7 separate regions of the Mus musculus genome follow, and regions 2, 3, 4, 5, 6 and 7 are each linked to region 1. The links are chromatin contacts, called in public Hi-C, HiCAR-type and HiChIP or PLAC-seq maps. All regions are on one chromosome and are shown on one strand. The core of a region is the stretch at or near the end of the contact, and the rest is flanking DNA. Distances in the headings are between cores, read along the strand shown. Region 1 holds the start of Ppm1d (protein phosphatase 1D magnesium-dependent, delta isoform). Region 2 holds the start of Dusp14 (dual specificity phosphatase 14). Region 3 holds the start of Rps6kb1 (ribosomal protein S6 kinase, polypeptide 1). Region 4 holds the start of Tada2a (transcriptional adaptor 2A). Region 5 holds the start of Rnft1 (ring finger protein, transmembrane 1). Region 6 has its middle 8.4 kb from the start of Gm26439. Region 7 holds the start of Med13 (mediator complex subunit 13).

Region 1 (2,939 bases), core at 232-2,731:
GTTGGAAGCACTGGCTGGATTTCCAGAGGACCCAGGTTCAATTTTCAGCACCTACAAGGCAGCTCACAACTGTATGTAACTTCTGTTCCAGGAAATCTGACTCCCTCACACATACAGGCAAAACACCAATGTACATAAAAAAAAAGTAATTAAAAAAAGTTAAGGCCCAGTTATTTCAGAATGCTGTTTTAGGGGAGTGGAGAGATGGCTCAGTGGTTAAGAGCCTGCACTGCTTTTTGGTTTGGAGCGCCTATCTGGCTCACAACCACCTGTAACTCCAGTTGTAGGCGGAGGGTTGGGACTCCACACAACATCCACAGAGATACACACATAATGAAAATGAAATAAATATTTAATGACAATTTTAAAAGGAATTGTCTTGGGAGGTATAGAAACTGTTGTTGAAAGGCAGGCCAGCATAAAGCCTTTCCTTGTTGTTTGCATTTCCCATGCTGCTGTAAATAAGTTTCCATTACGCTTTTTGTGAAATCTCAAAGGCTGTACAGAAAATAATAAAGGAACACGTTGACTCCCTCAAAAGAATATGGTGCTAAGAAAATATTAAGTTGATCACTCGAGAACTTATTTCAATTTCGTGGAAATCAGTCTAAAAGCATTCATTTTGTTGTTGGGACTGTCAACTTCTGTGAACGGAGGGAAATAACCGTGTCTTTAGGGCATGGAGATCCTGTTGTATGCTCCTTTTCCAAACGGTAACTTAGATTCTGCAGTAATAGCTGTATTCAAGACGAGTCCGAAAAAGTATTAACGACGCTGAAAAGAGGAAGAAATATGCAAAATACTTAAAAAAAAAAAAGGGCTGTAAAGTGTTAGGAATTAAACTCGCCGACAGGTCTCCGACCTAACGTTATCGCGGAAAACAGGGCTGTGCAACTGGCGGTGGAAAATTCCAAGTCTTCTTAAGTAAACCCGACTGCTTCCCTTAACTCCCAGCCGGACAAGTCCCACCCAAGCCAGTTCACGCGTGCTACGCTGGTCTAGCGCACGGACCAACGACTTTGCAGGGCATTTTCGCGCCATTTCGCTTGAAATAAGTGGAAGGTCAAGTCTACCTTTGACCTCTGCAAATTTTCCACAATCGCGGGAGGCAAAACTGGCTCTGCAAAAGGACCAAAGGGGAAAAGCCAGAAGTCTCACGTTAGGGATTTAAGGGGAAAAAAAGATGACAGGTTGAGGCTTCAGCCGCTTAGTAACAGCGGAAAACCCCCAGGGTACAGAAGCCCTAGGCTGGAGAAAACAAACCGGGCAAGGAGCGCGCTCCCCCGGTCGGCGGGCCGAGCGAGATCAGCGGTTGCAGAGAGATGCGGGGGTGGAAGGAGGGCGGGGGCGAGCTTGCTCTTCTTGACTCCTGATTGGTCTGTCTCAGCGAGCCGAGTGACGTCATCAGGAGAAAGGGGGGGAAAGAACGTCTGATTTGTATGGTGGGCGCGGGCGGGCGGGGAGCGAGTTCAGTGCGCAGGCGCAGCTGCTCGGCTCCTCTCGCCCGCGACTCGACCGGCCCAGCTCTCGCGGACAAGTCCCGACATCACGCGCCCCCCCCCACCGCCGCGGGGACCGCCTCCTCTTCACTCTCGGCTTCGTCGAAGATAAACAATAGTTGGCCGGCGAGCGGCGAGTGTGTCTCCCGCCTCGGAATTCGGCGGGCTGCGTGGGAACGGCGGGATCCCGGGCAGCCGGCCATGGCGGGGCTGTACTCGCTGGGAGTGAGCGTCTTCTCGGACCAGGGCGGGAGGAAGTACATGGAGGACGTAACTCAGATCGTGGTGGAGCCCGAGCCGGCTGCGGAGGACAAGCCGGCGCCGGTACCGCGGCGGGCGCTCGGGTTGCCGGCGACCCCCACTCTCGCCGGCGTCGGGCCATCGGAAAAAGGCCCGGCGGCGGCCCGCGACCCTGCCCCGGACGCCGCGGCCTCGCTACCCGCTGGCCGCTGCTGTCGCCGCCGCTCTTCGGTGGCCTTCTTTGCAGTGTGCGACGGGCACGGCGGTCGGGAGGCGGCACAGTTTGCCCGGGAGCACTTGTGGGGTTTCATCAAGAAGCAGAAAGGCTTCACCTCGTCCGAGCCCGCCAAGGTGTGCGCTGCCATCCGCAAAGGTTTCCTCGCCTGTCACCTCGCCATGTGGAAGAAACTGGGTAAGTTCCCCGCCCGCCTCTTTTTTTCTTTTCTCCCCTTATCCCCCTGGGCTTTTTATAGCATCAGCACCGCGTGGGCCTCCCCGGTACCAAGAGCGCTATCCATCAAGCGACGCTGTCCAACAAGGGATGCGAGTGAAGACTGTCATGGTTGGAGTTCTAGGCACACCGAGTGGCCTCGGAAACGCTAGGATGGCTTGTCTCCCAGCAACCGCTCCTTGCATTATCTCCTCCCTCCTACGATCAGGGGGCAACAGTCTCCCCTCTCCCTTCGCTAATTCACTTTGGTAGCAGCACGCTCAGAAGTGTTTGAATGCCGGCGCCAGATTGTAACCGAGGGATAAATTTAAGAAACGTTTCTACACGGGCTAGGTGAAAGAAGCAGGAGGTGGCAAGAATTGGAGCGTTCCCTTAGCATCTGTCATAATTTTGTTCTTGTTGGGCTTGTTCCTCTTGGTTGCCTCCTACCGGTGGTGTCACTTCTTCAGATTGACCTGAATGGCTCTGGCTCGATGTAAGTCAATTTAGAAGGGCTGAAGTGTAACATAGGCAACTTACTTTTGTGATAGTGTTTTGGGGTAATCCCTTGAATTGTTTATGAGAAAGGTGTGCAACGTGTTAAATATTAAATTGGCTCCATGTTAGGGGCATGTGTTAACTTCTTGGTGTGTGTGTGTGGGATACTTAGAATTGCATTCAGTTTTCCAAAAGTTCATACTGAAAAGCACTCATGTCACTACTCATCAAAGTAGTTTTTGGTAACAGGTATTTTAATTCCTAAAAGTTAA
Region 2 (2,939 bases), core at 247-2,746, 1.2 Mb before region 1:
TCTAATTCAAAGATTTCTCTTAACCCTAATTTCAATCCCAAAGTCTTGAAGGATTTCCCCGATTTAGAAGCTCCAGCAGTAAATCTGTGTGCAGCTCTATTAAGGGATCTCACAGAATGCATACCTGCAGTCAGCCAGTATCAAAGGTTTCCTTCCGAGAGGAGGACTAAGCTCAGCGGCGCGGCGCTCTCGAAAAGGATGCTGAGAAGACTCGAATGAAGCCAACTGTCTCCCGTTTTATGGGGGAAAGCCAAAAATACCAAGCAGCTATTCTCCTCCCCCAAGCGTCAGTAGGTGAGTCAGAGCTGGAGGCAGGAGTGGGGCCCATGTGTCAAGCCGCCTGTGCAGGGCTCCTTCCTCCCTCCTCCCGGGAACTCTCGGCCCTCGTCTGACCTCATGGGAATTCTTAAGGTGTCTCCAGCAAGGAAGAAGTGGTGCCTCACTCTGGGGGTGCCTCACTCCTCTGTTTCTCAAGGAAACCGAGACTAAATGCCCTTTATGAGTCCACAAAAGACAACAGCAAATTGCAGCCCTAAACACAACTTTGCAAAGAATACATACAACACCCAAAGAGTTGCATCTTGTTGGAGGGACCCGGCTTTGTAGCTGAGGCCTGCGGCTGCAGACCACTGTCCCTTGGCCTCTCTGACCTTTCATTGTCCTCAGGGAGGATGTTCTGGTATCCCATTAAACTTCAAAGTTGGTACTTTTTGGAGCAAGAACTGCAGGAAACTGCGTTAAAACTCTTGGTCCACATTTCATTAAAGTCAGTTAAGAATCCGAATCCTTGCCTCCGTTTTTTACATCTACAAATCGGGAAAGCACAGCTCTCCACCTACCTCTTAGAAACTTCACTGAAAACTACCCAGAGAACGTAAACCAAATGCCGTGGGGCTCTCCTGAGTGGAAAGTATGAGGTATTGTTTTTAGTATTATTAGACCGGGAGACTACTGGTAAAACACCCCGCCTTCTCTTGCCTCTAAGATGCCCAGTTACCATAACATTAGCCGATGCCACTGGCAACATCCACTTCAATAGAAGGTAGTTATACAATCCTAAGGCGGCTACACCACTCGGCTCCCTTCCCTACCCCAAGCCCAGTACAATTCAACTTCGCTCCAGAGCAAGGATACTTAGGAGAAATAAGAGTCAGATGTGAGCATGGTGCACACCAATCTAACACCGAGGAGAGACGCTCAAGTTGAGTTCTTGGCATAGCAGAAAGCCAAGTGTTTCCAGGGGGTGGCGGGGCCGGTCGCGGGGTGCATGCTGACGCCTGCCGGCTTGGGTTCGGGGATCCCAGCCTCTCCCGCCCCGCGCCCCGAGGTCGCCGAGCACCCGCACAAAGTTTGCAGAGCCGAGGGTCGCATGCGCCCGGGCCCCTCTGGCTCTCCCCCGCACCCCGTACCGAGTGTGCCGGTGGCGGCAGCGGCGGCTCTCGGGTCCGTGCTGCTGCGAGGCTCGCGGCTTCTGCCCGCCGGCCTCGCGCGCCTCCCGCTCCCTGCGCGCTGCCGCCCTCTTCCGAGCGCGGGCCCGCAGCGGGGACGAGCGTGGGTTCCGGGCGCCGCGCGTGCGCGCTGCGGCGCGGGCAGGTCCTCCTGGCCCCGGTTCCTACTCACCTGGACTTACTCGCAGACCCCTGCTCCTTGAAGCCGCGTTGTCCTCCGGCCCAGCTTCTGAGCTGGCGTTCGAAGAATCTGTCCAAATGCAGAGAGGCAACTGCGGGAAGAGACAGAATAAAAGGTGTGAGCGCCGCAGCCAGTGACTAATCACCGCCTCTCAGCCACCCCCTCCTCCTCCCCCGGGCGAGACAGCCCCAGGTGCGGACCCAAGGGGGAAGGCAAAGCCACTCTTTTTTGCTTGTTTGTTGAGGCAAGGTCTCACTATGTAGACCAGGTTGGCCTGGAACTCACAGAGACTCGCCTGCCTCTGCCTTTATCTCCCTAAAGCTGGGATTAAAGGTATAAACCACCACGCCCTAATTCTTCCGTCAACTGCTGGGTGGATTTTGATTGACAGGTGAGGGAAGTAACTGGGGAAACTCCAAAGGAGTTAAAGACCCCTAAACCTCTGATGCATTGACAGTACCCACACTCCTAGGTACAACGAGGCTGACTTGTGGAACCCTTGAAATTTCTTTGCTCTCAACTAGCTCTCTCGCTCTCTCCCTCTCTCTTTCCTCTCTTTCTGTCCTCTTTAGGTTTTCTCACCTGAAATGAATGGATGCAAACTGACTTTAGCGCCACCCTACTCTTCTCTTCGCAAAACTGAGGGGCGATACAGGGGCGGTAGGAACGACTTCCTCCAGCCTCTGCAGTGAGTCAGACTCCAGGAGTCCTGACTTGGCGCTCGGTTGGTCCTGTGCTCACCCAAGCAATGCCCTCGCTGTAGCAAATCGCTGACATCAGAACTGCTGAAGTCAAACTAGTATTCTTGGATTTGGGGGAGGGGACAGAGGAGGAGCACGCCGCACTTAGGGCTTACTTAACAGTTTCTAGCATCTTCAAGTAAAACCTGGAGGTTTTTGTTTTACTTTCTTTCTTTTTTTAATCTCCATTGGCCAACTGGATTCAGTCTTTTTGTGGGTGCTGCAATATCTAGAAGTTTTTGTCTGTTTCCCAGACGAAAATATAACAGCAGAGGCATTTTAGTGATAATACAGGGAAAGCTAAAATGGCCTAGACTGAAGAGATTTGATGCCATTAAAAAGCATGAGAGCTTTAAAATTAGGCAAAATTAACCATTTCATGAAGAACACAAGGAGACTAAGATTAGGTTAAAGCACCGAGTTCAAACTGCATGGGAATATATCTTTCTGGTACTATTATCATTCCGGCAGTTTATTTCATGACCTGCTTTTGACATCCCTAATGTAAAAATAGCAAAATCTCTACTGGAAGTGATTGAATGCTGTTTGTATTTCTGCATGTCCCTCTAC
Region 3 (2,939 bases), core at 181-2,680, 1.2 Mb after region 1:
AAACTGGGGGTGAGAAGGAGACCCCATGTAAATACAGCAACTATCTAACATCAGCCATAAACCCATATTCTTCTACAGATGACTTAAAGACATTTAAAGTCACTAGGAGGTTATTACTGATGACATTTGTCCAAGATTGGTTATTTAGTTTGATGTATTTTTTTAACCCTTGGTGTAAAATATGTACGTTTCAGTAAGTATTACTGTAGAAAAAATGGTATACATAAATAACAAACTACTAGGACAGCAAAGGTAAAGCCAAGATGTGCACTAGAAAAGCGACTCTAAATTTAAACTTCAGCAAGGAAAACCCTCACACCACTATTCACAAGTCTCGGTTCAAGCAATTTATTTTTGGCGAGACAAATCACAGCTGTCAACGCTTTTTTTCCCACCCTACAATTACATAAATTATTCTGAAAAAAAAATATAGACATCTTCAACTTGAAGGGAATTAACTTACAAATGCCGTGTGTCGTTATGAATGGGGGTTTTTTTTTCCTTTAAAAAGTCACACGGAAGGGGGGTTAAAAATAAAAGGCAAACAAACAAACCCTGGAAGATGCAGCAGAGCCCCCTTGCTCCCGAAATAAAACTCCTGGTGGCTGTCACAGCAGTGCTACTCCCGACAGAAGTTTTCAGCTGTCACTTCTAACAGCTGAGCGCTTCCTAGGAGAGAAGCGACAGGCCGAGAAGAGAGGTGGTTGTGGGGAGTCTGAAGATTTAAGGCTTGCAATCTTACACTCCACAGGGAAACCCTTCCGCATCTCACCTGCACTAAGGGGGACACCCCAACAAGATCGGCCCTCCCCACCCCCAGCACACGCTCACACCACCCGGGCCGCACTCAAGCCCCACAGCTCCAGAAGCCGACCGCGCGCCTTTTCTCCTCGGCGCTCCAGAAACACATTGCTCCGGGGCAGCGCTCAGCTAGGGATCAGGGCGAGCCCTGCACCTGCGCGCCCCGCAGAGGCCTCACACCTAGGGCCAGGTCCGTCCGCCCGCCCGCCCGCTCCCCGACTCGGCCGCGCGGCGCCTCAGCTCCTCCCGGAGACCGCTCGCGTCCCCCCCGGGTCTCCACGCCCTCGGGCACACCAGGCTTCCCGGGCCCACGCCGCCACCCCGGCCCTGTCACCTCGCCGCTGCCCCCCCACCCCGCCGCCCATACCCCGGGGACCCCGGGCCTCACCCCCTCCTCCAGCTCATCCTCAGAGCCTGCATCTTCTGGCTGGTCCAGGTCTATGTCAAACACTCCTGCCATGTCCTCAGCTTCCCTGTGTCGGAAGTCAGGCGCTAGGTAAAAGCCGTCCCGCCTCCGTCGTCGCCTCATGGGCCCGGACCCGCCGCAGACTCCACGGCTGCTGCCGCCATCACCGGCTGCTTAAGCTCAATGCGTCTGCGCCTAGGCCCCAGACTGGCTCCTCAAGTTCAGCTCCGGCGCATGCGTACAAAGTCTTCTGAAGCCATACAGTGGGCAGCGGACATGCGTAGCATTAGCTCCCGGGGCCAGGTACTGGCAGGAGCATGCGCAGAACACCGTCCGAAGCCAAGCCGGGAAAGTACAGCTTGCGCGTTTCTGTCTAAGGCGTTTGCCGGACACGGAGCATGCGTACCATATCTGAAGTTGATAAATTGAAATTGAACATGCGTGATTAGCCTTCCTAAATAGAAGAAGGGAAACGAGGGTCGAAAAAAGACAAGCCCTCAGCAGAGCTCTTCGCATAAGGAGCGAGCGCATTTATTTGTTCTAAGTAGTTTTTTTTTTTAAAGTATTGAAAGTGAGCATGCGCGTAGTGAGAGGGTTGGTCTTCTGAAGTTTGAACCGAACTGAAACTGCCGGTCGCAGAGCTGTCAGTGAGTGTGGGGTTACCGGGGAGCTGATAGGGAAGAAAGGCAAAGAGAGACTCTTGTCTTTGCTATTTGCTAATTCAGTGGCTTGGAAAAGTTACATAACCCTTCGGTAACTCAATTTCCTTAACTGTAAAGTGAGAATAGAATTACCTACAATGCAGTCTTAGACGTTAAGTTGAAAATCTGGTTCACAAGCCTCTGCTCCTTTCCGGGGCTACATAGACTTGATGTGAAGCACTTATCAAAAATACTCTTTTTAAAATAGTCCCTGTTCTCCGAGAGGCTGAGGCAGAAGGATCATGTGTTTCAAGTCAGCCCAGACTAATTAGACAGTTTCAGGCGTAACTGGGCTACATAGAGAGATGTTGTCTAAAAACAAACAACGTCGTTTAAAAATAATAAAGATTTAGTTTCATATTTTATCTGGTCTTTCTCTAAGCTCCAACTTTGTTTTTCTTTCTTTTCTTTCCGAGACACGATCTCGCTATGTAGCTCTGGCTGTCCTGGAACGCACTGTGTAGGTGCAAACTCACAGAGATCGGTCTGCCTCAGCCTCCCAAGTGTTGTTGGGTTGAAAGGCTTGCACCACTATGCCTGGATCCAACTTTATGCTAGTTGGTTTGGTTTTTGGTTTTCAGAGACAGGATTTCTTTATGTGGCCCTGGCTGTCCTGGAACTCTCTGTGTCCTCAAACTCAGAGATCTGCCTACCTCTGTCTCTTGAGTACTGGAATTAAAGGTATAGCCACCATGACTGGGCTTATTGATCTTAACTGTGCTTTCCGGGCCAGAAGACGGTTGGTGAGAAAACAGAAAATTAATGTTATTGAATGTTCTATTGTTGAGCTAACTTCTGATGTCCATGTAGTGTGAAATGTATACAAAGAATTCCTTCAGGATCATATTTCCTTTAGATTATTTATGTGTGTGAGTATATATGCACATGTGTGTGAATGTGAGCACTTATGCAAATGCACAGGAGATGAGGGCATCCAGCTCTCTCTCTCTCTCTCCCTCTCTCTCTCTCTCTCTCTGAACTTGGGGCTGAGTTTTCTCAACCAAGTGGAAGCTATCCACAGTGGTCCTTCT
Region 4 (2,939 bases), core at 316-2,815, 1.2 Mb before region 1:
TTAAAAAAAAAAGAAACCCTGTCTCAGGGGGTGGGGGACAAACAAACAAACAAAACAAAAGGCTAATTCACCTTCATTTCTCCTGAAATAGATTTTTCTTTTTTTTTTTCCTTAAGATTTATTTATTTATTATCTGTAAGTACACTGTAGCTGCCTTCAGACACTCCAGAAGAGGGCGCTTGCTACGGATGGTCGTGAGCCACCACGTGGTTGCTGGGAATTGAACTCAGGACCTTCTGAAGAGCAGTCAGTGGTCTTAACCTCTGAGCCATCTCTCCAGCCCCCCCCCCTTTTGTTTTTAAAGATTTATTTATTTTATTTATATGAGTACATTGTAGCTGTCCTTAGACCCACCAGAAGGCATCAGATCCCATTACAGATGGCTGTGAGCCACCGTGTGGTTGCTGGGATTTGAACTCGGAACCTCTGGAAGCGCAGCCAGTGCTCTTAACCGCTGAGCCATCTCTCCAACCAAAATAGGTTTTTCACGTTGACATTTTTAGCTTGGGGACTGACATACAAAGTATATGCAATGCTTAGATAAGAAGGCTGAGGGTCAAACTTTAGGCTATTTTGGGTAGGGGTGAGTTTTTACTCTATTTCCAAGAAAAATGATCTTTGAAGAACGTTGTGGCTCAGTAGTTCAGTTGTAGGGTGTTTTAGCAAGGATGCTTTATATTCACACTCCAGCATCCATTGAGCAAACAAACCCAGTACTCCAGAGGTACAGACAGTACGATCAGTTCATGGAAACTCTTGGCTACATTAAGTTCAAGGTTAGCCCAAGATACATGAGGCTGACTAAAAAAAAAAATTAATTAAAAAAAAAATTAACAAAGGCATATGTCAGGTACTAAATGTAATCTTAGTACGGGGACTATATCTTGGAATCCTAACAATCTCCTGACATAGGCTGTTTTCCCCAAGAAAATGAAGCGCTAAAGATTGGGGTATTTGCACAATGTTTTTACAGCCTGGTGAACAGCAGGGCTCTATCAAGACCTTTACAGTGGCAAAGATTCTACAGTACGTTCTGACAAACACTTCACATTGCAAAGCACAATGCTGCAGAAAGCAAAATCCTCCTTCCTCTCCTTCCTTAGAAGACCACGCAGTGACACTAACATCCTTGAGAGATGGGCTACATTTAAATTAATTACAAGAGGGATCAGGGAAGGCATGGAGGGGCAGGATCCCATGAGCACAGGGGAGCCGCGGGCTTGGCAGTTGTGCAGTTAACATCCTTAGAGCTGCACGGTCTTGGGCAGGTCACTGTAGCCGGGCCTCGACCGCAAAACAGTGCTAAACACTGGGGCGCGGAGACCCACGTGGGGGTTCGGCGGGTCAGGTGGGCCGGGGCCGTGCTCCACCGCCCAGCCGGGAATACGGAGCTGCGGCACCGCCAGCCGCCGGGGGGAGGGGCTCGGGACTCGCCCGGCCGCGCCAACCTCCCCCGCCGCGTGGCCCCGCCGCGCCAGCCGGCACCTCGTGACCCCGCGTGCCCTCGCTCCCGCCGCTCGGCCCCGCGCCTCACCTCGCCACGTCCCGCACCTCGGCGCCGAAGAGCCCGCCGCTGCGCGCGCTGTGCAGACTCTGCGTGCGCGCCGCGGCCTGCGTGCGCGGCCTCGACTCACGTGCGCGGTCCCGTGCCGCGAGCACGCCGAGGCGGTCCCGCCTCCTCCAGTCTGGCAGCGGGCGGGTCCCGGTGGCGCCGCCCCGGGATGGGGAGCGTGGTACCTGGCTGCTAGTCGGTGGGCTCTGAAGTCTGACCTGCTGTCACTTTCTCCGTCGCCACAAGCGGCCCGGTGGCATGTGCTAAGGCGGCTTCCGCTGTTTCAGTCTAGATTTTTTTCTTAACAGTCCCATTCCAATTCTTTTGCAAGCAAAGAAACTGAGGCTGCCCAGGCTCTGGACTGGAGGATGACGAGCCCCGGGCGCATCATGCCACTCATGGATTACCCGGACTGAATGACTTGAGGGGTGAAGAGGGTCCTTTTTATTCTGATGCTTCTGGGACGTCGAAATTGCCTTCTCTGGAAAGACCCATCCCCTGCCTGGGCTTCAGAGGCCCACATGGAAACGCAGTGATGATGTGGTGGTCCACTCTGATGTCACTCTTGAGGGCTAGGTATGTCCCAACATCTCTTATTACTAATAGTATAGATTCTTATAAGAGCTTCCATTTGTGGAGTCCTTCAATACTGCATGCCAGGCATTGTACAAAGCGGGTTACACATAAGGGTTCGTCTAAAACAACTTTCTGAGGGAGGCACTGTTACTGTCCTCATGGTCCAGCATTGAAATATATAACTTAGGATCACAGTGCTACCAAGTGTTGGGGAAGAGCTCTATTCCAACCCATGGCTTGATCTTAACTATTATGCTGTATATCTATTTAAAAATCTGTTTCATAGATTTGCCCAATTTCTGTTGGAATTCATTTATACGATATCTGCCCGTGTGGCATCTTGATTTGTTTTTTGGTACACAGGTAATATAAGTCTATTGTTAAAATAAAAATAAAATCTGCAGCTGGGTGCAATTAGTGGCTCACATCTGTGATCTCAACACTTGGAGAGTGCAGGACAATTGCTTTGAGATTGAGATCAATCTGGGCTACAGAGTAAGAGATCTGTCTCAAAAAAAAAAAGAGTAGTAAAGAAAAAACATTAAAAATTCACATGTGAAAGTCATCCCCACCACGTTAAATAAACAGTTGATGCTATAGAGTACTTCACATTTACTGACTCTCCAAATCCATTCATTTCACAAAAGCACAACGAACAGCCACTTCCCTGGGTGCTGAGAATTTGGTAGTGAGCGAAGTATATGCTCTTGCACATAAGGTTTGTGTATTTTATATATAAGCAATAAAATATAAGTATGTTGCATATTAATATATAAGTAACAAATATTTTTAAATGCCTCATAATGTGGTT
Region 5 (2,939 bases), core at 258-2,757, 1.2 Mb after region 1:
TGGCTCACAACCATCTGTAACAAGATCTGATGCCCTCTTCTGGAGTGTCTGAAGACAGCTACAGTGTACTTACATATAATAAATAAATAAATCTTTAAAAAAAAAAAAAAAGAGTTTTACTCTGTATCATAGATTGGCCTGGAACTCACAGCATCTTTCTGTCTTAGTCTTCAAAATTCTAGGATTACAATCATGAGCCACTAATGCTTATCATACGTTCATTTTAGTTTAAAATAAAACTACTCACATAGGATCTCTGCTGTGCACAAAATTTGCAGTCTCAGTTGGCTCCCTGGAACCCAAATAAAGGTAGGAGAGAAAATTTCCCAAAAGTGTCCTCTGTCGTACCAGTTCAGGCACTACCTGTCACCATCACGCACAGGCACAAATAGGCCTGTTCTACTTGGGACCAAGTCTTAAAAAAAGAGAGTGCTAATGTGCTGGTCACAGAGAGAAGCAGATCCAAAAGAGCATTGGGATTTTTTAAAGTGCTTTTTGACTTGAGAGAAATTTAAGAATAGTCTCAAGATGAATGAAGGGCTGAGGCTAAAACCAGTAGATTCAGTTATACTACTATGAAAGGAAGACAAAATTTCATGGCTAAGGAGATTTTGACAAGGTATTTGAAAGGTTTAAGTCAGGTAGAAAGACAAAATTACTGGACACGTAACTCAGAAGTGTCTCTGCAAAAAGCCAAGTGTGTGCAAAACGCCAGACTTTTGCCTAGTCACGTCAGCCTCCGATGAAATACTTAATTTCAAGAATCATAGGAATCCTGTTATACATATGATGTCCTAGATTTTCCAGAACTGTGTTTTTTTTTTTTTTCCTTGTAGTATCTTTTTTCCCCTTTAGTAGCCTTTATTTTAGAAGTCGAGTTCCCTGCTCGCCAACACGGGGTTTTCTAAATCTACTTCCAGGGCCTCACAAACTTCCTGGCGCGTCTGATATCCAGTTCTGGCACCCGGTTCTGGCACGAACTAGGGCACACTGTTCAACTTCAGGCTTGGAACCCGAATCCAGGTCACACAACCTCTCTGCCCAGGCAGCCCAGCGGGTCTGGCGTAGCTAGCAACACGCAGCCGGAAGCCAGATCGCGGCTCCCGGTACGCAGCCCGCTGCCGAGCAGGTTCCTGGACCTACCCATTTTCAACCTCAAGTACTGAAGGACTCCGAAGCGTGTGACTGATCACTAATACACGCAAGACGTGACAGCCACGCAGACTTAATTAGCACACACGTCCGCCACTACGCCACTCGTATAACATCACCAACAGGGCCACAGGGCGACAGGGCGGGTCTACGATGTTCAGGGCGGGGCCTAGATGCGCCCTCCTCCTCCTCCTCCCAGTGAAGGCGGGGCTAGGGACTCGGGACAGGGCCTAAAGGTTCCCTTCTCTGCTGGGAAGGGCGGGGCCGGGATGAGCGCGGGGCGGGGCCTAGAGGCTCCTTCTTCCACTGGGCGAGGGCGTGGCCCGGCGAAGGCGGGCCGCGCGTGACGACGTCTAGGGAGCGCGCGCGCCGCCGCGGGGCCAGGCCGAGCGCTGCTGGTGGCGTCCGAGGCTGAAGGCTTGGCGAGAAGGGCTTGCGGCCGCGTGTCGGGCTGTTGGTATTGTGGCTGCCGAGGCCGCCCGCTCCTGGTCATGAGAGGTCAGGCCTGGGGAAGGGGGTGAGGCGGAGGGTTTCCGGGGAGAAGAGCCGAAGCTCGGACGTGGGTGGAGAACTCTGTCCTCGCGGATTCCGGAAGAGTTGGCGTTGACTTTTCTTTCTCCCTTTCCCCTTTTCTTGTTTATGTATGAAGGAGGGCAGGTTTTGTGTTTCTTTTTTAATAGCAGAGACACAAACTGTCCTGTCCCAAGTCGCTCTTCAGAGAGTGAGGCGATAGAGCCGCTGTGGCTTCCGAGCCTCTTCGAAACGTCACACAGTAACTGCACGGTTTCAGCCAGCCAGCCTCCGCCGCAGCTAGCTCCATCGCGGGGGAAACGGGAGAGGCCCGGCGGTGGGCTCTGCGTTTCGTCGGGCGACAGCACGATTCTGGCACCCTGGTCCGAGATCCACACTGGATCACGTAGGGATCTTGCCCTGCCCACAGCCTCTCTTCTGACACCCCTAACCAAGCCGATGGTGGCATTTTTATTCGGGAGGCTAACTCCTTATTTAGACTAAAGCATCACTTAGCAATTACGTGATGACTCCCCCTAAGGGTCCTCTTTCAAAGGCATTTGACTAACATTCTTTTGGAAGGAGAAGCAATATTCTCGGTGGCACCATTAATTACTGAAAACCTTATTAGCTTTGTGGAAGCTGTTTCAGCATAAAATGAAGTGTTTATTATCTTTGTTGATGCTTAATTAAGGCACTGATTTTTTTCCTTCTAAACATTAATGAATCTGTAAAAAAAAATCTATTGTATTTATTTAGTGTGTGTGTCAGAGGACTTGTGGGAGTCAGTTCATTGCTTCCACCATATGAGTTTAGGGGATTTAACTCAAATTAAAGGTCTTGACTTACCCAGCCATCTCACCCACCCTTAGCAAACTTCCTGATGTGGACTCTGCCTCAGAGTACATGAGCCAACTTATTCAGCATTAGTGCTGCTATTCACTGTGGTATCTGCTGGGCACCCCTTTGACTCTTTGCTGATGTCTTTTGGCACATTTGAAAAATCAAGACATCTGCAGTGCTTTGTACTTTAAGTAGCCCCTGGTTCAAAACTCTTGGTTTGCCAAGTTGGACTTCGAGGTTGGAGTGGGGCAGGGCAGCAGAGCTTTGACAGTTGCAAAGATTGAAGGACCTGAAACTTGTCTGTGACTGTCAACTGCCCCTTTAGTGAACAAAGGACACCTAATGAACCGATGCACTGCTTGTGATTAACTTAGAATGCTTTCTGCTCTTTGATTTTACTTTTAAGGAGAAAGAGTCCTGAAGCAAAGACATTT
Region 6 (2,939 bases), core at 278-2,777, 1.1 Mb after region 1:
TGGCGCACGCCTTTAATCCCAGCACTCAGGAGGCAGAGGCAGGCGGATTTCTGAGTTCGAGGCCAGCCTGGTCTACAGAGTGAGTTCCAGGAAAAGAATACTGATTGCTCTTCCAAAGGTCCTGAGTTCAATTCCCAGCAACCACATGGTGGCTCACAACCATCTGTAATGAGATCTGACGCCCTCTTCTGGTGTGTCTGAAGACAGCGACAGTGTATTTACATACACTAATAAATAAATAAATCTTTAAAAAAAGAAAAATAGAGCCCTACTGTGCTTTGAAAGCCACGACACTATCCATAACAGGTTAGTAAGATCGTTACTGGTCTTACAGTGTGCTGGTAAAATTAATGTAATAACTGCCTAGCTGGCCTTGGTGTTAAATATCAATGCAATGAACACGTTATTATTTTCTTCTTTTAATTTTCATTTATTCATTTTATGTGTATGAGTGCTATGTTTTTCATGCACATCAGAAGAGGGAATCAGATTCCACTACAGATGCTTGTGAGCCACCATGTGGTTGCTGGGAATTGAACTCAGGACCTCTGGAAAAACAGTCAGTGCTCTTAATTACTGAGCCATCTCTCCGGCCCCATGTGATTTTTTTTTTTTTTTAATTAAAGGCATGGTTCAGAGGTTCAATTCCCAGCACACACATGATGACTCATAACCATTTATAACTCCAGTCCAAGGGGACTCAACACCCTCTTTGGCGGCTATAGGATGCATGGTTCCAGGCACACACAGACATACATGCAGGTAAACACACATGTTAGTAAAAAGTATTTCAAACAGTCTACCTGAGGGTAAGCCTGGTGATGCATGGCCAAAATCCCAGCACAAAGAGGAGGCTGAGGCAGGAAGATAGCCAGTTTGAGCCTAACTTGGGTTATATAATGAGATTCTGTCTCAAAGAAACAGAATGAAAAGCCAAAAACAAATAAACATTAAATAAATAGAAAGCTTATCTTCTACATCCTACATTACACATGTTTTTAACATTTTCCCCAGTTGAGACTTTAAACAATACATATAGACAAAAATGAAAAAAAAAAAAAGCCAAGCTTGTAATTTATTCTATACTATGTGTCACACGCAGCACTAATAGCGAAATTCTTAACATGGATGCTTCCCAAAGCATTTGAAAGTTCACACAAATTTATGCATGGAAACATACGAAGGGCTACTATCAAAGGCTGCTCTCTCCATCAGCTCTCAGCGCCAGCAGAAGTAGAGGCAGTTAAAAAAAAAAACCCGCTCCTTTTTCTCTGCCCATATTTTCAGATTTCCTCAAGTAAACATATTAAAGTGTAGAGATAGTTCTCGGGAAAAAGAAAACTATCGCATGAGAAATGATCTTTGGAATATTAAATCTGACATTTGAAAGTCTGAGTCTTCACTTAGCATATTTTATCACTAGGCATGGGCTGGAATCTGCAGCTCACCTGGCCATCTGTTAGATGGGACTGCAGGAAGCAACCTCCCTGAATTGTTACTGTCTGTCAAAGCAGCCAGAAGCAAGCTTGTCCTTGCAAGGGGTGGAGGTGCTATTTTCTTAGTGAACTGTGACTTTCATTATTACTAGGCTATGCTAAATATCTAAAAATAACCCCCCTTGGTGCCCTTGAAGCCTTATTTAAACATGTTTCCACATCAACACGAGGCAAATGTTTAGATCCATTAGAAAAGGAAATTCGAGAATTAGGTGTTGTGTTTTTAAGTTTTCAACTAATGAAGTATTTCAAATTCGAAGACAATAACAAAAGAAATCCACCCACTTTCCCTTTCTACTTATCAGGGAAACTTGAAAAGCCTTCCCTCTCCTGTCCCTTCTCCCTGCAGACAGCCACTGCCCCGCCGCTGACTTCTGTCGCATACACGCGTATTCAGACTTTATATACATATGACCCACAGCCACACTTTATGCTCATAAATAATACAATTGTGGTTATATAATAGAAAAATTCTTCATTCTCTACTTGGTTTTGCTTGCTTTTATGCTAAATCTATGGTGCCAAGGCCTGGACCTGGGCTCAGTGCCTGTGAGGCCAGACCCCACCACCTCACTGTGCCCACCCAACTCACTGACTGCTGTAGGGAACTGCAAATCTCAGTCAGAAATCCCATCCAGTTGGAATGTTTCTCGTCCTCATTTTCCCATTGCAATTCTACATCTGTTTTCATAAAGCTTTGCTTTATCAGAATGAAATGACTCCCATTATAAACCCTGCTTTTCACATTAGCCCATTCTTTGCTTTAAACTCAGTAGTTACCAAAGGAGCCAGAGCTCCCAAAGGCTCGCTGTAGAACAGTGTGTATCCACCTTCTATTGTGACTTTTAAGACGCAGGATTCAAAAAAGTAATCACAGTCTAATAAGTTTGTTCATTTGTTAAATTGGGTTTTGTTCTAAAATATTTATACTCATATGAACAAATCAAATCAAATCAGTCAGCTTAGCCAAGGGACCGGAGCTACACACAGCAATAAAAGCTCTCTCTAATCCCTTAGTCAAATTGAAAGTACCAAGGAATTGTTGGGAAAGAATTAGTAATTTTCCAAATTATTATAACAATCCTATTATTTTAAATATTGTTATTCAATCTAAAAAAATGTGATTTATGGTGAGCGGATACCAGTAACTATCAAGTAATTTAGCCCAAAATATGGACTGAATTAATTAACTAATTAATAAATGCCAGTTTGAATAGTAACCAGTGTGGCCCCTAACGGACGGACAGCTCCCTGTCCCTCAGTAACCACAAATCACCCACTTTGAAAACCATTCTTGGCAGCAGCCCACAGTGGCTGCCAAGCTCCTTGCAGTGTTATAGAATGAAGGCCCTGTGTATTCTCAAAGCCTAGTCCTTGGGCTCCCACCTTAGCTGCTGTGCACAGGTGACAGAAACTAATTGCAACAAATGAGTCAAGTGGTCC
Region 7 (2,939 bases), core at 208-2,707, 1.0 Mb after region 1:
AAAAAAAAAAAAAAAACCCAAAGTGCCAAAAATAGATCCAGTTGGGGAAGACAGAAACGTTAAACCTGCTGTACATCTTACTACATGTGACGAGATGCTGATTAATGGACATGTCAAGAAAACCAGTCTAATCTGTAAGACGTAAGTGTGCTGAAGATCCCCATTTACCACATCGTGAAAGAGATTCAACAAAGGAAATTCAGTAATTCCTTATTCTAACTTAGTGACAGAAAGCATAAGGTGCCAAAAATGAAACTGCTGATACATGACTGGCAGTTTATGCTTGCCAACTAGTTATGCTCCACCCACTTAATTCACTTACCTATGATAGACTTAATATTTCTCAGAGCACACGAAAAATGAAAAAAGTCACTCTAACTTAGTCATTCAGGAAGCTCGGCTATCGTTTAATTCAGGACTAGATATTTGCAACAGTTGGTACTTTTGACAAAAGTCTTAACTCTTGAGTGTTATCCGATTTGGGCCGACCTACATACACGTACTAGAACATCCCTAATTCCAGCTGCCCCAGACTTTTCAGTTCAATAAAAGGAACAGCCAGCTCAAAACATTCTTAAAACGTAAGCAAAACAGACAAATATAGAACGTTTAGTGCGAAACCACAGTACCTCCTCCACTTGCCCCTCCACTCTCACAAAAACATAATGTTCTAATAAAAGCAAGATGGCTAGAAATTGTCAAAATGGCAAAATGTTTTCAAAGTTTAAAAAGAAAACATATGAACCGGCACACACTGTTTTTACACAAAGATCTGAAGTCACCCATAAGGACACTACCCCTGTATTAGTTTAACTTACAAAACGAAGAGGGTTTTAATACGTAAGTTTTTGGGGGGGTCCTGTTTAAGAGAAGCCCACTTACAAGGGAAAAGCGAGCTTAAAGGCAGTCGAGCAGGGGCAATCGTGGAAAGTGTGGAAAAGGGATACACTGTTCGATACAAGGGGCGGGGGGCGGGGAGGCGGGGAAGCAAGAAGCACACAAGAAAATATTACTATCCGGGCAGATAAGCAGCCCAAGTTAAGGAAAAGACTAGGATGGGGAAAAGAGTCCAAAACAAGACAGGAGGAGGAGAAAGACCGAGGGGGTGGGGGGAAAGACAAGCCTCTTCCCAGCAGAGCCCCGGTCGGTAGGTGAGCGGACGCTGCCTCCCGGGGCGGCCGCAGAGCCTCGGAGGAGGCCGACTCCGGCGGGGCCTAGCCGGGGGACACCGGCATCTGGATGCGACCCAGACCCCCTCCCCCACGGCCCAAGGGCGCACGGCGCGGCCCCCTCCCCCACCGCCCGCGGCCCCCGCACTCACCAGGCAGAAGAGGTTACAGTGACAATCTTCCAGGCTGGCCCCGTTCGACACGAAGGAGGAACTCATCGTCCCTCACAGCAGCCGCCGCCGGCGCCACAACCCACCATCCGCCATTACCGCCGCCTCCGACCAGAGAGAGAAACACAGACACCGGGGAGGGCGGGGGGCGGTGGGGAGGAGGCCGCCGGGCCGCCCGCCCTCCCCGCCGCCCCCCGGCGCCGCCGCGGCCCCCGCCGCCCGGAGGCACCCAGCCGCCCGGGGCCGAGGCCGCAGGCGGGAGGGCCGCGCCGCGCTCGGCCGGCCGCCGGGACTGCGGAGCCCGCGGACGCGCGTCCCTCTCCGGAGAGGAGGGGAAGGGATGTCTGTCCCTTCCACCAGAAAAATAAAAAAAGATTTAAAAGAAGAAAAGAGAAAAAAAAACGAAAAACAAAAAAATAATAATAACAATCAGGTACACGATAAATAGTCAGAGCCCGAGTCCGAGCGGGCCGAGCCCAGAAGCCCGGGAGGGTTCTCCGCGGCCCGGGGACGCCCGCGGAGGGGCGGGAAGGGCGAGGACCGGCAGAGCACCCCGGGCCCCCGGCCCGGCAGCGGCGATGTCCTTAAGCCCAGAGTCTCCTCAGCGGCGGAGGTGGTGGCGGCGTCTGTGGGCTCAGTCCATTCTCCGGCTGTGTCCTCGTGTTGTCCCTGGGCCAAGCCTGCCTAACGTCTGCTCTCCTGCCGCCTCACCGCCTGGACGCCGTAGTCTCCCCCATTTTGTGGGCCCAGCGGGCGGTGTTTTTCCCCCTTTAATCCGAATTCACGGGTTTTCCCTTCGCTTTAATGGCGGCCACAGGGACCAGCTCGCCCTCTCTGCTCGCCCATTGGCCGCCGCGAGGTCACGTGGGCCGGGCTCCGTAGGGAGGGGGGAGAGAGAAGGCGGTGAGGGAGGGCAGGGAAGCTTTCGGAGCCCCGGGGACCGGGCGGCCAGCTGGTGGCTACTAACATGGCGCCATCTGCTGGATGCCCCGGTTAAGATGACCCGAGTCTTGGCCCTAGCTTTCTGCTGGCTGGGGAAAGTGCAGCAGCGCAGGAAGGTTCACTTCAAAATCGAGAATTACTTGGAAATCAGTTCAAATTCTTTGGAAGAGAAAGTTGGCAAAAAAAAAAAAAAAAGAGAGAGAGAGAGAGAAAAAGAAAAAAGAAAAGAAAAAGAAAGACGTTCCAATGCATTCTCATTCACTCCATAAGGCCGCCGGGGTACATCGCAGAACTCTAGGGCTAAAGAATGAGAGCTGGATAGACACCAGCCTCGCCCTCTCTTTTTAAGTTATAATAAAGAGGTAAAAAAAATGAAACGATATGGTCTTGTGGTTAATGAACTAGAAATAAAGTCCTGCTGTTCAGGATTCGAAGCTGGAGCCAGTCTTTTACCTCTTTGTGACTCAGTTTCCTCATCTGTAAAATGAGGAAAACAAATGTTATGTTTGTTATATGATGCATGAATACAACCTGAGCACTAGCCTCGTGCCTGCGCCCGATAAGCAGTGTAAGGCATGCATTACTATACTTCCATCCTTCCTTTCTGTGGTTACTTTGAGAAACACGTGAACTCTGAGAGTGAGAATCAGGAGAACTG

What was found. A called contact is a pair of places that touch in the nucleus more often than the background predicts. HiCAR-type assays count read pairs that join an accessible place to other places. HiChIP or PLAC-seq counts read pairs in DNA pulled down with a chosen protein or histone mark.
Region 2: a HiCAR-type map of astrocytes shows a contact between it and region 1, with 2.8 times the contacts expected there. The contact joins the promoter of Dusp14 here to the promoter of Ppm1d in region 1. A contact is called at or near these places in 1 of 39 promoter capture datasets (hippocampal neurons) and 1 of 115 datasets of contacts at active chromatin or transcription factors (astrocytes).
Region 3: a HiCAR-type map of astrocytes shows a contact between it and region 1, with 3 times the contacts expected there. The contact joins the promoter of Rps6kb1 here to the promoter of Ppm1d in region 1. A contact is called at or near these places in 3 of 39 promoter capture datasets (hippocampal neurons, liver and pre-B cells), 2 of 115 datasets of contacts at active chromatin or transcription factors (astrocytes and embryonic forebrain) and 1 of 9 other capture datasets (liver).
Region 4: an HNF4G HiChIP or PLAC-seq map of pancreatic cancer cells shows a contact between it and region 1. The contact joins the promoter of Tada2a here to the promoter of Ppm1d in region 1. A contact is called at or near these places in 1 of 39 promoter capture datasets (hippocampal neurons), 1 of 484 Hi-C or Micro-C datasets (B cells) and 2 of 115 datasets of contacts at active chromatin or transcription factors (astrocytes and pancreatic cancer cells).
Region 5: a contact with region 1 is called in an H3K27ac HiChIP or PLAC-seq map of cardiomyocytes, with 4 times the contacts expected there. The contact joins the promoter of Rnft1 here to the promoter of Ppm1d in region 1. A contact is called at or near these places in 1 of 39 promoter capture datasets (hippocampal neurons), 1 of 484 Hi-C or Micro-C datasets (CD4 T cells) and 3 of 115 datasets of contacts at active chromatin or transcription factors (astrocytes, cardiomyocytes and pro-B cells).
Region 6: a contact with region 1 is called in a Hi-C map of B cells, with 5 read pairs. The contact joins the enhancer-like site here to the promoter of Ppm1d in region 1. A contact is called at or near these places in 2 of 39 promoter capture datasets (the C10 cell line and hippocampal neurons), 1 of 484 Hi-C or Micro-C datasets (B cells), 1 of 115 datasets of contacts at active chromatin or transcription factors (astrocytes) and 1 of 9 other capture datasets (embryonic stem cells).
Region 7: a contact with region 1 is called in a HiCAR-type map of astrocytes, with 3 times the contacts expected there. The contact joins the promoter of Med13 here to the promoter of Ppm1d in region 1. A contact is called at or near these places in 7 of 39 promoter capture datasets (3T3-L1-derived adipocytes, frontonasal cranial neural crest, hippocampal neurons and 3 more), 1 of 115 datasets of contacts at active chromatin or transcription factors (astrocytes) and 1 of 9 other capture datasets (adipose tissue).

What each region holds. Positions count from the first base shown.
Region 1 is chr11:85,309,773-85,312,711 of GRCm38.p6, forward strand. Ppm1d (protein phosphatase 1D magnesium-dependent, delta isoform) reads left to right here and starts at 1,482. Exons shown (of 6, transcript NM_016910.3): 1 at 1,482-2,151. The coding sequence starts at 1,701.
Region 2 is chr11:84,066,861-84,069,799 of GRCm38.p6, forward strand. It overlaps Dusp14 (dual specificity phosphatase 14), which reads right to left and starts at 1,497. Exons shown (of 3, transcript NM_019819.3): 1 at 1,410-1,497.
Region 3 is chr11:86,543,377-86,546,315 of GRCm38.p6, forward strand. Rps6kb1 (ribosomal protein S6 kinase, polypeptide 1) reads right to left here and starts at 1,431. Exons shown (of 15, transcript NM_001114334.2): 1 at 1,190-1,431. The coding sequence starts at 1,330. Tubd1 (tubulin, delta 1) reads left to right here and starts at 1,615. Exons shown (of 9, transcript NM_019756.3): 1 at 1,615-1,854.
Region 4 is chr11:84,128,003-84,130,941 of GRCm38.p6, forward strand. Tada2a (transcriptional adaptor 2A) reads right to left here and starts at 1,566. Exons shown (of 16, transcript NM_172562.3): 1 at 1,535-1,566. It also overlaps a transcript of Acaca not described here.
Region 5 is chr11:86,483,150-86,486,088 of GRCm38.p6, forward strand. Rnft1 (ring finger protein, transmembrane 1) reads left to right here and starts at 1,508. Exons shown (of 9, transcript NM_029788.5): 1 at 1,508-1,650; 2 at 2,912-2,939.
Region 6 is chr11:86,427,539-86,430,477 of GRCm38.p6, forward strand. No RefSeq gene overlaps it. Among named protein-coding and RNA genes, the nearest start is that of Gm26439, 8.4 kb to the right of the region's middle. Within about 2 kb of position 1,528, at least 15 of the 459 cell types and tissues checked have an H3K27ac peak or open chromatin away from gene starts, as enhancers often do. A contact at or near this core is called in B cells, where this site is marked.
Region 7 is chr11:86,356,139-86,359,077 of GRCm38.p6, forward strand. Med13 (mediator complex subunit 13) reads right to left here and starts at 1,458. Exons shown (of 30, transcript NM_001080931.2): 1 at 1,322-1,458. The coding sequence starts at 1,387.